Linked DNA regions of Rattus norvegicus: region 1 is linked to region 2. The links are chromatin contacts, called in public Hi-C maps. All regions are on one chromosome and are shown on one strand. The core of a region is the stretch at or near the end of the contact, and the rest is flanking DNA. Distances in the headings are between cores, read along the strand shown. Region 1 has its middle 47 kb from the start of Clrn3. Region 2 overlaps Dock1 (dedicator of cyto-kinesis 1).

Evidence for each region. A called contact is a pair of places that touch in the nucleus more often than the background predicts.
Region 1: a contact with region 2 is called in a Hi-C map of Schwann cells, with 2.1 times the contacts expected there. The contact joins two enhancer-like sites. A contact is called at or near these places in 3 of 12 Hi-C or Micro-C datasets (Schwann cells, hepatocytes and kidney).

Annotation. Positions count from the first base shown.
Region 1 is chr1:199,715,670-199,719,007 of GRCr8, reverse strand. No RefSeq gene overlaps it. Among named protein-coding and RNA genes, the nearest start is that of Clrn3, 47 kb to the left of the region's middle. Within about 2 kb of position 2,042, at least 1 of the 93 cell types and tissues checked has an H3K27ac peak or open chromatin away from gene starts, as enhancers often do. A contact at or near this core is called in Schwann cells, where this site is marked.
Region 2 is chr1:199,315,425-199,319,037 of GRCr8, reverse strand. Dock1 (dedicator of cyto-kinesis 1) reads right to left here. Exons shown (of 52, transcript NM_001143858.1): 30 at 3,570-3,613. Among named protein-coding and RNA genes, the nearest start is that of Insyn2a, 130 kb to the right of the region's middle. Within about 2 kb of position 2,312, at least 32 of the 93 cell types and tissues checked have an H3K27ac peak or open chromatin away from gene starts, as enhancers often do. A contact at or near this core is called in Schwann cells, where this site is marked.

The sequences.
Region 1 (3,338 bases), core at 793-3,292, 400 kb before region 2:
GGCTTTCCCTTTTTCTAATACAAACTGGTTATTTAAAATATTTTAAGTGCAAGGTCCATCTGAAGCATAATGGCAGCTGCTTCCAAAACACCCAGGATTTGAGTAAACACCTTAGGCTATCTCAATTTTACTGAGATTATTATTAAAATCAATTTATAGTTTAAGCACATTAGGTTAGACCACAAAAGGCCTTATGGTCAGGGAACTCAACTCAAGCACAACTGGTCTACCACCAATGGATACTTTGCCCTGACAGTGCCCTTGGAAAAGGAACCACACATATCAGTTCATCCTTTGTAGGAACCCAGGCCTGACCTCTGGTCTCTAGACATTTGCTGTTCACCTCACCTCAAGTCTCACCCCTCACCTGCTATCCCACCTCGGCCCGAGAACTGCTGCTTCTCCATCTAGCACCCACGGGGAAGCTTCAAGACATGGAGAAAGTGAAGCCATATCTCCTTTCAATGTAGAACAGTCTTGGTTTCTTTCCTTCATCCCCTCCCTTCCTCCCTTCCCTCCTCCTTTATTTTTTTAAGTCAAGATCTCATGTAGCTCAGGCTGGCCTTGAACTCCTCATGATCCTCCTACCTCAGGTTCTTGAGTGGCAGGTACTCCTGATGTCATCAGGCTGCATGCACCCCAGGACAGCTATGAACATGGTTCAACACCAAATTGTAAACTATATAAAACACAAGGAGGTCTTTTCTGTGATTCTTAAAACCTCAATCATGTGGTTTGAGGAGTGAACGTTGTAAATGGCAGTGCTGTGTTGCAATGTTAAAAGCTAGGGCACTCCTTGCTCTGGATCCAGTCATGATGAGCACAGGCTGGATCACCCCAAATATCTACTACAGTCAGAGGGATGAATGGTAATATATGTATAGCCACACCTGACCATTCTACAATGGGTTGTGAGGGTCCTTTCCATTCATATTGTGGGGGCTGAGGAAATGTTATTCCAAAGCTAATCTTGCAAGCAAAGAAGTTCTCAGACCTTCTGCATCATTTTCCTTCATCCTTTGTCCCCTCCAATGCGGACCATAGAAATGAGGTCCCCCAAAGGCAGCCGCCATTCTGACAACACTGCTCCAGTGTCCCCTCCCTTCCAGGGAGGAGTGGCACAAGGAATGTTTCTCCTTCTCATGTTCTGACTGTGATTTGCCATACTTTCCTAAGGTCTTAAAACAAGTGGCCAATATGTGTCTGAATATAAATGACCCTGACTGGTTTTCCCTGTTGAGCCTATCGGTGTTAGATGATATCCTGGTCATGGCGACAACATATGACTACTCCTAGTCTACTAAGCTCAAGAAAATATGCGCAGATCAGGATTATAGGCTTAGGTGGCACGTTCTTGGCACAAAATAGGCCTTGGGTTTCATCTTCAGCATGAAAGACTAGAGGCTTAGACAGCAGTGCTAACTCTGGTCCACCCAAGCAGTCTGCCAGATCTGGGGTTGTGAACCAAAGTCGCAAGTCAGGTTTCATTCCCATCATCACCACCACCACCATCATTTAACTATTATTGTTGTTGCGATATTTATTGTTATCGATGCTGCAGATTGAACCCAGGGCCTTGTACAGACTAGGTAAGGCTCTGCTACTTATGTTCCAAGCTCTTGGTTTTGGAGATGGGATCTTTCTATTTAGCCCAGGCTGGCTTCAGACCTAAGATATTTCTGCCTCCTTCTGCCTAGCATTAAGATTACAGGTGTGCAAACCCATACCCAGCAGGCACTGTTATTCTTAAATGAAACAGAAATCAGCAGGAAGAAAAGGCCAATTTGGGCTAAATTGGTATAATGTATATAATATATAAAATTACACATCAGTAAGACTCCAATCTCCTTTTTTTCCCAGGATTATTCTGTGGAAAACTCAAGCCTTATGCTTCTCTTTGTGCTTGAGAGAGTATGTCTGGGTTTCCATTTCACTGCTTTGGGTAGCTTTTCCCTGACGTTCATGATTAGGGGCCATGGAAATGACCCAGTGCAGACAATAGTTCCTCTCAGTCTTCCCTTCCCTCTCCTTCCTCTTACACAGTTCTGCCAACCCCCTCCACTCAAAGCCAATCCCCGCCCCCATGCCCAAGCCAGGAATCCTGACTAGCAAAGCCTTTCCTTCCTAGATGAAGCACCTCTCACATATGGAACCTGACAGCTAGGAAATCTCAGCCATTCCCTTTGGTCAAAGCAGAGAGATTACTAGTTAAAGGTCTGAATTAAGCTTTTGTAAAAATTTGAAATCAGGGAATGCTTCTTTCTGTGAAATGCAACAGATGTTTTGTTGAGCCAGGTAGAGAATGCACCTGTGATTCCAGACAGGGAAGGACTGAGGAAAGCTGAAATAAAGAACAAGAAGTTCAACTACTCCAGAGTCGCTTTCTTTGTAAAGTTAAAGAGAGACAATACTAGAGGAACCAAATGGCCAAGGCCGGACTGTTTCCTGGCCGGGGTGAAGATATAGGGACGTTCTATGCATGTCCACTGAGGCTGGCCTATGTGGGAAGACAGGTTTCCGTAGTAGCAATCCTGATTTCTTAGAAGGTCAGATAACCACTTAGGATTTGGTTTGATGACCGCGGTGCTTCACAGCATGGCTTCCTGTAACATTTACTCAGTGCCTTTGAATAAAGATTTGTTCTTCCACTCTTCCAAATTGAGAAGATACTAAACATGCCTCTGGGGACACAGGGCAATCACAGTTCAGTTTATGACTCCCCCCCCTCCACTTCTACTTTCTGCCCTTACTGTGCACCCTAAAATTGACCTCTCTAAGCCATCGTGTTCTGTCTGCTTTCAAGGTTGGCAGATGTTGGCTAGCCTCAGGGTAGCCACAGAGGGTCTAGTCTCTTAATCATCTGCATGAAGAGGAGGGTGTGTACTTGAATATCTTCCTGTAGCTGGAGTGTGAGCTTCGGACCTAAAAATAACATAGAAAACATTGTAAGAGCTTTAGCACAAAATGACTTAGCAAAGGGCCCTCTGGGAGTCGAGGTTAAGGAACTTTCCAGGGCTGCATAGTAGCTTTCTAGTGGCTGTCCACAATAGCAGGACTGCTTCTTCCTTCCTAGGACTTCTGGAGGTTCCTGCCTTCCCATTATGGCCTCCACTTCAGATAGCAGAAGCACAAACACATGTAAATGGGAAGGAATGTGTGATATCCCTGTACTTTGCACAGGGCACAGAATCTGCCACCCCAGATATACCTCTTCAGGATATGAATCATTATTTATATTAATAATGCATGTGGCTGTTCTGTCTGTGTGTATGTCCGTGGACCGTGTTCAGACATTTCCTGAGGGTGTCGGATTCCCTTGTTACCGGAGTTGCTGAGGA
Region 2 (3,613 bases), core at 1,063-3,562:
CCCCAGAATTTAAGAGTGTGTGTGGCCCCCTTTATAGAAAATGGGATTGCCCACAGGGCCTCTGACCACCACAGAGCAATGGTCATCCATATCAGGGTGCTCCTAGCTACAGAGGGATGGATGCTGAGCAGACATCCCTGGCCTCGGAGAGCTTTGTTACTGCCCACAAAGCACATTTTTTCTTTGGCTTCTTCTGCAATCAAAAGGGGTGGGTTCACTCTATGAGATATAAGTCGCCCCTTTTCATTTATTTTTGAAAGGAGCATTTCCATCCTGTGTCCTTCTTGATCCTGTAGCAATCATAGGACAATGCTACCCATGTTCTGAGGATCACAGAACCATGGCTAGCTGGAAAAGTGGACTTGGATGGAGGGAAAGAAGGTAGGTCAACACAGACCGAGACCTATTCAGACACACATACACCTGGTGCCTGTTTTTGTTTCCATTTGTTTTCTGACACAAGGCGTCTTATATTCTAGGATGGCCTTGCTTGGTTATGTGGCTAAGAAGGACTGTGCCTTCTAATACTTCTGATTAACCTCCCAAGTGCTAGGTAGGTGTGTGGCACCATGCCTACCTACCTAGTACCTTTAAAAGCCATAATACAACAACCGCAAATAAAATCCAATGCTTTCCTCCTACCTTCCCCTCTCTCTCCTCCTCTCCCTCCTTTCCTACCTCCCCACTTCTTTCTTTTTGTGTTTGAACCCAGGGCTTCTGCATGGTGGGAAAGCATGTTATTGCCGAGCCAGATACCAGCTCGTTTTAAGTTTAGTTTTAAAGAAAGGAGCTTGCTAAACTACCTGTGCTAGCTTTGAACTTTTTATGCAGCCAAGGTGGGGCCAGAGCTCACGATCCATTTTTTGCCCCAGCTTTTGGAAGTGGCATAGCAAGTAAGTCCTGTCATGAGAGACAATGTTCCTTTTGGCATTATGTGTACTTATGATAGCTTATGGCTTTGCAGTTCAGACTAGCCTAAAACCTGGGGTCCAACTCTCTTAGCTGCCCAAGAACTGGGGTTGCAGGTGTGCACCAACACACCAGGACGAGAGCTTTTCAAATGATGATGTCACTGACTCCTCATTCCTTCTCTTCACTTATGGGGCCAGGGCTACTGTGGTTTATTGTGGTTTGGCCCACATCCCGCACTCCTTCTTGGGTCCAGCTCTGAATGCTGGAGAGCACAGAGCCTTGAAGGTGTTCAGTCTCAGGGTGAGAGCCCAGGCAGCCGTCACAATGGATCCTGAGTAGCAGACAGAGCACAGTGAGAATGCCTTCAGTGGGGAGATGGGTCCCTCCCAAGCAACAGCCACATCAGGACAGACAGGAATCCAGCCAGCAAGTCACAGGGCAGGCCAGAGTTTAATGAAAGCTAGAGCAAGAAGACCGGCATGGGGTGGAAGAAAGACAGACTACAAAAAACTCCCTCAAATGCTGTCACATTTCCCAGTTAACCAGTCCAACAAGTCCAGTTAACATCCAAGCAACATGATTTTCAGAAGAGACACTCAACTGGCTGATTTTAAAGTATATGTGCAAAAAGGAACGCACAAACACAGCGAGGGCAATTCCTCGCAGAAAATTCACTGGGATGTGTGGGTTCCACTACCTGGCTATAGAGTTGAAGCAAGGAAGTCACTGCGGTAGCAGTGCAGATAATAGAATCTATACACATTGCAATCTGGCCAATGGCGGCACGTCAAGTCACAGGAGGCACAGGAAGCCCATCATGAACTGAAAGTGGTGAGTGGAGAGATAGACCCTGATCCTAACACTAACTATAGAAATCCTAGGTGGATTCAATAACTGAAAAATTAAAAAAAAGGACCATTAAGCAGAACTCTGTAGGTAATTGCTGATATTAACTCCATTGCAGGTAGCTCAATCTACAACACTAAGGCAATTAGGGATTTGCTATGCCAAACCTAAGACCATATAATCACAAGAGAAATGTCAGGCTTGACTACAGGAAAAGTTAAATATTTTTATATAATAAACTTAAAACCATGAATAGGATATAATAAGAGTCCCAACTAATTAAAAACACTGAGAGCCAATGCAAGCAAAAGAAATGCCAGAAATGCCCAGGCGGTGCCTAGCAAAAAATCCCCACAGCTCATAAATACTCTCAGCCTAACTGGTCATTCAAAAATGTAGTGGTCAGAAAAGGATTCATATAAACAAGAGTCCTAAATTCTCAAGAAGGCCTGCACAAAGCTGCTTTGTTCAAAAGAGGCTGGCGAGAATGTCCTGGATAGTCCAGTGGGTCATAAGACAAAACACAAAGACAGAAGCGTGAGAAGGGCATTTGTAACTTGGAAGGGAGGTTGTCAAGGGTGGGAGGGAGCTTGGAGAAGATGGGGCTGGTGTCAGGGAGACTGAGGAGAATGTGGTACATACATGTATGAAAATCTCAAAGGAGAAAATCAAAAAGGTTTATAAACACATGCATACATACATATACATCTATGTGGCTGGCGAGGGTGCTACTACTGGGACATTTTTAGGAAGGCATTGGGACACCATCCATCAAGCTTGAACGCTCATCCTGTTTTGTCTGCAATCGGCCTTTTCTAGGGGGTACAGGCCTGGACATCCATGGAAGCTCATGGAAGCTTGGCTCAGGGCCGTGAGAAGCAGAAGCCGCTGGGCCATCTTGCAGGGGCAGCAGATACGGTCATGCTGTGGAGTATGGCAGGCCCCTGAAACACTCGGTGTGAACCAACACGTGTTAAAGGGAAGATGAAGTCATGCACGGGCCCGCCTAAATGTGCCTGGTGTCGGGAAGAGCACAGAGCACTTAGTTATAAGTAACTCCTGCAGAGAGAGCATGAGAATTGCAAAGGGCAGAGGAAACATTTCCTAACAACTCATTTACAGTGTGCGACTCTTTGTTATGACACATGAAAACAAGCACCAAGCAGAGAAAAACAGTAAAAAGTTAAAAACAAAAGGAAACACAGTTTTGTTTTTTTTGTTTTTTTTTTAAAGTAAGATTGCCAAGGATGGGGATGTGGCTCCTTTGATAGACAGCCTAATTAGCATGCACAAGATATTTAGGGTTTCTTCCCCAGGACCTCTCCCCACATACTTAGGCCAGGCATATACGGAAAAGATATTTATGATACAGGAGGCTTCACTGTGCACAATACGGGTGTCATAAAGCCCGAAGGGAATATGAAGGGGAGAGAGTTCCAGAAGCAATTAGCTCACTGAAGCACACCTGATCCTCCCGTACTGAACCCTTCATCCTGTCTTAGGATGATCCAAGAGGAGGTTGGCAGCCAAGCATAGTAGCACTCAATGGCTTGTCTGCTGCTTCCTGCCAGTTGAGTTTCTCCTTGCCACTCTGACTCAGTACTTTCTCTTGGAAACAACTCTACCTTGTAACTTGCTAAATGGAGTAACCACACTAGAAGTATCATTTCTCACTCCTCGGGTTCCAACTCCACACCTCGGATCAGAGGCTGATTAAGATCCCAGGACCAGAGGTACAGGTGACTGACGCCGGGCAGCCCTTTGTTTTAACAAGACTCTCCCACAAAGGTGCTGTCTACTTCTCCATTTACCTGCAGCTCAAAGTTGGCTTGATCCAGAAATTTCTTGTTCAGCA